Regions from separate parts of the Mus musculus genome. Here region 2 is linked to region 1. A link is a contact called in public promoter capture Hi-C data. All regions are on one chromosome and are shown on one strand. Each heading gives the region's core, a stretch centred on a gene start, on an enhancer-like site or on the middle of the called end of the contact. The rest is flanking DNA. Distances are from core to core; before and after follow the strand shown. Region 1 holds the start of Agtrap (angiotensin II, type I receptor-associated protein). Region 2 holds the start of 2510039O18Rik (RIKEN cDNA 2510039O18 gene).

Region 1 (3,752 bases), core at 817-3,316:
GCCAGGGAGATGGCTATGTGGTTAAAGGCACTTGCCACACCAGCCTGTCGACTGGCCTTTGATTCCCAGGACCCATGTAAGACATCAGATGTGGTAGTGTGCATCTGTAATCCCAGCACTCCTACAGAAACTGGGAGATGGAGATTGGAGGATCACTCAGATTCTAACCTGGTGTGTTCAAAATGGTAGAAACAAGAAGAGACCTTCGCTCAAAAACAAGGTAGAAAAGTGAAGATCAACTCAAGGAAGTTGGTCCTCTTCCACATAGGGGCATGGAATGTATGCCTACATATCAACATACAAACTAAAGAAACATGATTAAGAAATAAACATCACAGGATATATTGCCATACAGGTATGGAAACAACTTGCTACTGTATATAATTTTTATAACAGTTAAATAAACTTATGCAATAAACCATAATTAGACCCAGGTAAAGGCACATGCCTGCTATCCCAGCCCTTGGGAGGATAGAACAGGAAACTCTCAAGTTCAAGGCCAGCCTGGACATCACAGAAATACTCTGCCTAGAAACAAAATCAGAATAGCTGTCCATTACAATGGCAGACTTGTAGTTCGCCTTCCTTGGGGACTGAGGGTTGTGCCTTCAAATGGGCTATTAAATTAGGTCTGCCCCGCCCCAACTTCTCTCATCTTCCCAGAAGAAAAGTCCTATCTGGGGATCTGTGACCTAGATGTCATCTTGTGTCCACTCAGGGGGTCTCATGGGTTCCCATATGGCTTCTATTCTTCTGGAGTCACACCCACCAGCCCAGGCTGGGCAGCTCCCGCCTCCTGAGAGCTCTCAGCATGTCTGAAGGCTCAGCAGGGGAGACTTCCTGTTAATTGTCCTGACTGAATGTCTTCCAACTTTTGCTATGTTGGGCAAGTGGACTCCAAGTGGCTGGCTCCTCATATATTGGTGGTACTAGAGCTTGTGTGCATCAGCCACTGACACCCGGCACAGCTCTGATCATTTGGAACTTTACCTAGGCTATGCTGGTACTGTAAACAGATGCTGGTAAACAGATGCTATAACACTGAGCCCTGACCCCCTCATTTTTGGACAAAGTCTCACTGTTGCCCAGGTTGGCTTTAAACTGCTGGGCTCTAGAGTCCTCCAGCCTCTCCTTCCCTTGTGGTGGGGGCTATTCAGCCATCAGCTGGAAAGCCCCTTTCTTGACTTCAGGTCCTGTCTCCCTTTCCTTACCCTGGCTTCAGAACCCAGGATGGAAGGAGAACCATCCACACTCTCGCCTCCCCACTCATGTTGTGGCATGCATCCACCCACCCCACTAAGTAGATCAATAAGACATAAACACGGTCTTACTTTATAAGCCAGGCAGGCTTTGATATCATTATATCTTTGCCTCGACTTCCCCTTCCTTCCTTTCTTTTTAATGTATTCTATGAAATTCTCTTGAAATCCAATAAGCTTGGAAGGAAAATTTAATACAGTAAGAACAGAGCTTCGATTTTTTTTTCAGATTTATTTATTTTTGTCTTGTGTATACGAATGTCTCACCTGCCTGTGTGTGTATATGCACTTGTGTCTGGAGCCTGCGGAGGACAAAAGAGGGTGGTTGTATCACAAGTACATGATTGTGAGCCGGCATGTGGGTTCTGGGAACCCAAGCCTAGAAAAAGTAGTAACATGTGCTCTTAATCACGGAATCCTCTCCAACCCTCACTTTTTATCTTTATGGACATGAATTCATTCACTGATCCTCACAAAGATGATGAGGTAGGCACTGTTCTAATTCTTGTGCAAGGGAAGTAAGAGAGGAGAGAGGATGTTCTGGGCAGACACCAACTGTTACCACACCCGCAGTTTCTGCCCGCTTGCCCCAGGCTCCTCTGGCTGTAGGTCGTCCCACCACCTCACCTCGATCCCACTTAGGCAGCCCGTTGAGCCCCTAGGCTGCAGAAATCCCGACCTCCTGGCTTGAAGCACAGGAGCTGGTAGAGGCCTAGGCAGTAGTAGTAGCAGGAGCCTGAGCCTAGCAGCAAGAGCAGCTGCCTGACGCCGTCTCCTAGCAACCGGCTGCAGTCACGTGGCCGCGCGAGTTGGCCTCCCGCCGTTGGAACTGGCGCAACGCGACGGGCGGGGCCAGGAAGTTTGTTCCCGAGTTCGGAGCCCAGGAGTCCCCGCGGCCGTCGCTCAGGTGCCCTCCGCCGGGTCGGGATGGAGCTGCCTGCCGTGAACTTGAAGGTGGCCGCGCGGCCGGGGCGGGCGGGGGTCCAGGAACCTGGGGAACGGAGTCGGAGCAGAAGGGAAGGTCCAGAGCCCCGGGGAGGAGGCGGCGGACACGGAGAGGGACACCTGGGGACAGAGACGGACAGGGCCGCCCCTCCCGGACAGACCCAGGCTGGCACGGGCACCGGACCGCCCGGGCCTGCGCTCCTGGTGTCCCCCACAGCAGGACAGGGACATCTATCCTTCTGAGAGGTCAGTGCAGTTCGGGGGGGGGGGTCTGTCTGAGTGCTGGCTCAAGTTAGGAGAAATCCGCTGTCCCCAAACAATTGCTTCTCCCTAATTTCCACATGCAGCGTCCTTATTTCATAATTAAGAAGCAGGAACTTAAGAGGTTTCCTAAAATCAAAAACCCCAGAGGCTACTTTGAGCTCCGGGCAGCGGGGCTGCGTAGGATGTCTTCATTTCCTAAGTTCTTTTTCTCTCTCAGCCCTCCTCATTTGCAACAGAGGTGCTGGCCACTTAGCTTCGGCCAGAACCGTGTGGACCTGGAAGTAAACCGGCCATCTTGGGCCTTTGGTGCCAGCTCCGTGAAACCCTAAGACTCCCAGGTGTTAAGCCATTTAGCACCCTTTGGTGTCTGAGAGGAAAGGGCCGGAAGATAGAGGTGCTTTGGAGCAGTTGTGTGATTTCATATGGGCTGGGCTGTGACTTGCTCTGGCCGGTTTCCCATTCCTAAACTGCTGGCTAGCAGCAGGAGGGAGATTGGAGCAAAGGAATGGGCTTGAGCGATCCATTATCTAGGGACAGAATTACAGGCAGGACTTGGAGGCAGTCTGGAGGTCAGGCTCTGCCTTATTCTGCTGGAATAATTACGAGGACAGCACAAGTCTCAATGGTAGAACATTTGAGTAGCCCACCCCAGGCCTGGGGTTCCATCCCAGGACCACACACTAACAAATAATAATAAAACGCAGGAACAGGTGAGAAAAATGTGATGTTTATGGGCTGATATGTTTTATTCATTTGAGTCAGGGTCTCGTGTACTAACTTACTGTGTAGCCTTGAACTTACTGTGTACCTGAGGATTGCCACAAACTTCTGATCCTCCTGCCTCCACCTCTCCAGTGCCAGGATTACACAGTAGTGGCGATGAAACCCAGGGCTTCCTGCAGGATAAGGAAACACTCCACCAACCGAGCCGTATCCCCAACCTGTGTTGCTTGTTTTTCTTAGTCTCCGTCCTCCGCTGAAAAAGCTGAAGCTGTACTCTGTCGTTTTTGTTTAGAGTTGGGGGACTTGCTATCTAGCTCTGGCTGGCCTGGAACTCACTATAGAAATCAGGCTGTCTTTGAATTGACAAGAGATCTGCTTGCTTTTGCCTCCTGAGTGCTAGGATTAAAGGTGTGCACCACCATACCTGACCTAGAGAAGCCGTGTTCTTTTATCGGGGTGCAAACTTCAGCTTAGATCATACGAGGAAATTGTCCGAGTCTCCCAAGAAATAAGTGGTACAGTCAGGATTCGAACCCCCAAAGACTCAGCTCCAGTGGTTTG
Region 2 (3,752 bases), core at 616-3,115, 150 kb after region 1:
CCTCTTGACTGAACAAAACTCTCTCTGCACAACCATAGGGGAGTGATGGTAACTGTAACCCTGAAAACCAAAACTCAGTACTGACTGTGGATTGTATTTCTTTTCTTAAACAGTTGACAGGAAAGGTTTTCATTTCCAAAGAATAAATAAGAGGTTTTTGTTTTTTGCTGTTGTTTTTTTTAAGAAAGTTTTCGCTTTGCCTGCACATTCACGCACTGGAGGAAGTCTCCAGCATTCTGGCATTAATTAGCACTGCCACTACAGTGGCAAGGTGAATCTTAGTCTCAAATGTCAGAAGCTGAAGTCAGACAGAAACAAGTTCCGGTGGCCAAAACAGAGTGCCTCTGCATCTCCCTGATGGTTTCTTCTTTACAAACTGACTCTCTCCCCCTCACAAACCAAACCCCTCCACCAGCTCAGGTCAGGCCTCAAGGCCAAGAACAGACAATAAAACTGAACGTGTACACTCAAACCTCCACTAAAACCTTATAAAACTTACTGTTATGGCTCAAAAAGCTAAGACCACAGAGCCAAGATCATATAGCTTCAAAGTGTTTAAGAAGAGCCAACCGTTGAACATCAAGGCCAAGTTGCAACCCTCTGTGTGACCACCACCGAGCATGGGGGGACACCACTAAAGTGGACAGTATGCACACGGACGTCAAGTGGTGGCTGGGCACCAAGCCCGCAACGAGGCCTCACCGGGACTGAAGAGCTGGGCCCAGAGGTACTGGTGATCCTGAAGCAGCTCCGAGGCGGGCATCTCCAACAGCTCCAGCATCTCCTTCCGTGCTAAGTCCTGCAGCGCCTTGAGCTCCTTGGCTCCTTTGCTTTTGAGCACCTGGGGGTGGATGGGACCAGAGATGTGCACCACCCACAGCACCGTCTCGTCCAGCTGTGTCTTGGGAGCCACCTGGAGCCTGTTCACTAACTTCTTAGAGGTCACCACGACCAAGTGCACCAGCCCCGATGGAAGGGGTGTGGACCGGCCCGAGTAGAGGAGAAACTGGTGATCTCCGACCTTCTCCAGGGTGCTGGTGAAGGATTTGGGGACTGGGCCTGCGGTGGGCCCCACAGTCTGCAACGCGGCCACGCGCTCCGTGGGATTGTTGAGCTGGATGCGCTGCAGATAGACGTGGGGTCGGCCTCGGTGCGCCAGGAAGTCCTCCTGCAGTAGCACGCAGTCCCGGCCCGACCCCGCGGAGAGCCCGGAGGCCGAGGCGGGCCCGGGGACACCAGCGGCAGGGCCCGAGCCCGGGGTCCCCAGCTGCAGGCAGCGCACTCGGCGCAGCAGGCCCTCCCGCAGAAGCAGCACCGCCTCTCCAGCCTCGGCCACCACATTCAGCGGGCGTAGCTGCACGAAGGGCACGAAGTCCGGCGTCACGGCAGGCTCCCGCTCTCCGGGCGTCACCCACAGCCGGTTGTTGGAGGCGTCCAGAGCCAGGAAGCCGTTGGCCACCAGGGCTGGCACCCCGGGGCCAAGCGGCACCGCCTCGCCGCGATCACGCAGGCCGCGCCACGCGCGGGTGGCCGCCTCCAGACAGGCAGACGGCTCGGCGGCGCCCGGCTCGCTGCGGGCCCAGGACGGCAGGTGCAGGCCGCCCGCCGCCCGCCGCGCCCCGGAGCTCGCGAACCACAGGAGCAGCACCAAGAGGCCGAGCAGGCAGAGGAGGCGGCGGGCCCAGCTGCTCGACAGCAGCCCCGGCAGCCCCTTCAGGCGCTGCTGCAGCCACATCGGGCCCGCCGCCCAACCTGCCCGCCCGGCCGCCGCCGCTCACTCCCCGGGCCGCGTCGCCGCGCCCTCCTCAACGCCCGCCGCAGCCACCCCAGCAGACACCTTCACCGCTTCCTCCTTCTTCTTGGTTGCCTCCTAGACGTCAAACGCCACCGGCCGTAAGGCGTCGCTGAGTCTTTTGCGACAAGGTGGAAAAGCGGCCAGGGGCGGGATTTGGAGAGGGGGCGGGGTCTCCTTGGGGGCGGGGCCTGGACTGAGGGGCGGGGTGGGGAAGGGAAGAGTGTGGGCAGGAGTCCAAACGGCTTGTTGGAAAAAAGAGAGCAAGAAAAGAAAGTCAGAGAGCAAGCCAAACCCAACATGTGCTGCGCCTCGTTTGCTGCTGATGGTTTCAACAGCCCTAAAGTTAAAAAATAAGAACGTACTGTTTCTGTAAACTATATTTAACTGAATGAAGAAAAGACATGGGGGTAAATGGAAGGAAAGAAAGAAGGGAAGGAGACAGGGAGGAATGAAGTGGAGGGAGGAGGGAAGGAAGAGGAGGAGGAAGGGTAGCCACTGAAAAATTATTTCCTAGGAAATATTTTGTTGGCAGCGTTTCAAACCTGCCTGGCTGCGAGTACACCAGAGTGGGACATAAATCCAGCCTGTTTCTTGAACACAGCAAGTAGTTTTCTTGATGTCAATCTTGAGTTTTAACTCATTAAATAACGCGAAACATTAAGATCTCATACTTTGACAAGACCCGGAGCATCCATATGGGGGGAAGGGCGAGGGGGGCGGAATTCATTGGGAGCACTGGAGCAGACAGTGGGGTGGTTGTTTCCACTTTGAATTCTAGGTAGACAGTGGGCGATTGTTTTCACTTTGGATTCTGGGCAATCCAGAGCCAGACGGGCTGTTGCAAATTCACAGTTGACAATTGAACGGTCACTTAAGGTGGCTTCTAGTGGGTTGTAGGCAGACAGAAAACTGTATGCTGAGGTGGCAAGCCAGTGTCGCATTGGAAGAATGCTCGTCCTGTTTTGATTTGATTTTTATTTTTATTTATCTTTGAGACAGAATCTTTCCTTTGTTGTCCAGACTGGACTTCAAACAATTCCTAGGCCCAAAAGATCCTTTCTCAGCATCCCCAGTCCCTAGAATCAAAGGCATTTGTCCAGCTTTTTACCCATTTTTATTTTCACACAAAAATGAATGCTAAGAGCCCAGCAGTGGTGGCACATGCTGTTAGTCTTAGCATTTAAGAGGCAGGGCAGGTAATTCTCGGAGTTGGAGACCAGCCTGGTCTACAGAGTTCCAGGACAGCCAGGACTACACAGAGAAACCCTGTCTTGAAAAACTAAAGTGGGCTGGTGAGATGGCTCAGCGGTTAAGAGCACCGACTGCTCTTCCAAAGGTCCTGAGTTCAAATCCCAGCAACCACATGGTGGGATCCGTAATGAAATCTGATGCCGTTTCCTGGAATGTCTGAAGACAGCTACAGTGTAAAAAAAAAGAAAGAAAAAGAAAAACTAAAGCAAGCAAGCAAGCAAACAAACACCCCAGAGCTCAGTAGCACATTTTAGCCAGTTGTTGTACACATATCTTTAATCTGACTCTTCAAGAGGCAGGGGCAGGTAGATTTTACTAAGTTCAAGGCTAGCCTGTCTACACAGTGAGACCATATTTCAAAACAAACTAAAACAACCACACTTTTTTTTTTAGCAGACTATTAGCTCAGAACAGAATATTCCTCTAGCACTAGTGATTTCCCAGAACCTTAAAGTTAAAATAAAAATCTAATGGCAAGATGGCTCAGCAGGTAAAAGCATTCGCCAGCAAGTGTGATGACCTAAGTTCTGTACCTAGGACCTATGTGGTAGAAGGAGAGAGCTGACGCCTCTATGTGCACATTGTTGTATGTCCAAATCAGAAGATGGTATGGGATCCCTGGAGTTACAGGCACGTGTGAGTTGCCAGTCTCTTAACTGCTGAACCATCTCTCCAGCTCCACTTTTTAATGGATGACAGGAGGAAA

What was found. Capture Hi-C pulls out chosen DNA fragments and counts their contacts.
Region 2: a promoter capture Hi-C map of adipose tissue shows a contact between it and region 1. The contact joins the promoter of 2510039O18Rik here to the promoter of Agtrap in region 1. A contact is called at or near these places in 18 of 39 promoter capture datasets (the C10 cell line, the HPC-7 cell line, HPC-7-derived erythroid cells and 13 more), 36 of 484 Hi-C or Micro-C datasets (the Ba/F3 cell line, the C2C12 cell line, CD4 T cells and 20 more), 17 of 115 datasets of contacts at active chromatin or transcription factors (the 230-238 cell line, the HPC-7 cell line, bone marrow-derived dendritic cells and 9 more) and 3 of 9 other capture datasets (adipose tissue, liver and pancreatic islet).

Annotation. Positions count from the first base shown.
Region 1 is chr4:148,086,378-148,090,129 of GRCm38.p6, reverse strand. Agtrap (angiotensin II, type I receptor-associated protein) reads left to right here and starts at 2,066. Exons shown (of 5, transcript NM_009642.5): 1 at 2,066-2,213. The coding sequence starts at 2,187.
Region 2 is chr4:147,939,008-147,942,759 of GRCm38.p6, reverse strand. It overlaps 2510039O18Rik (RIKEN cDNA 2510039O18 gene), which reads right to left and starts at 1,865. Exons shown (of 3, transcript NM_029841.3): 1 at 703-1,865. The coding sequence starts at 1,735.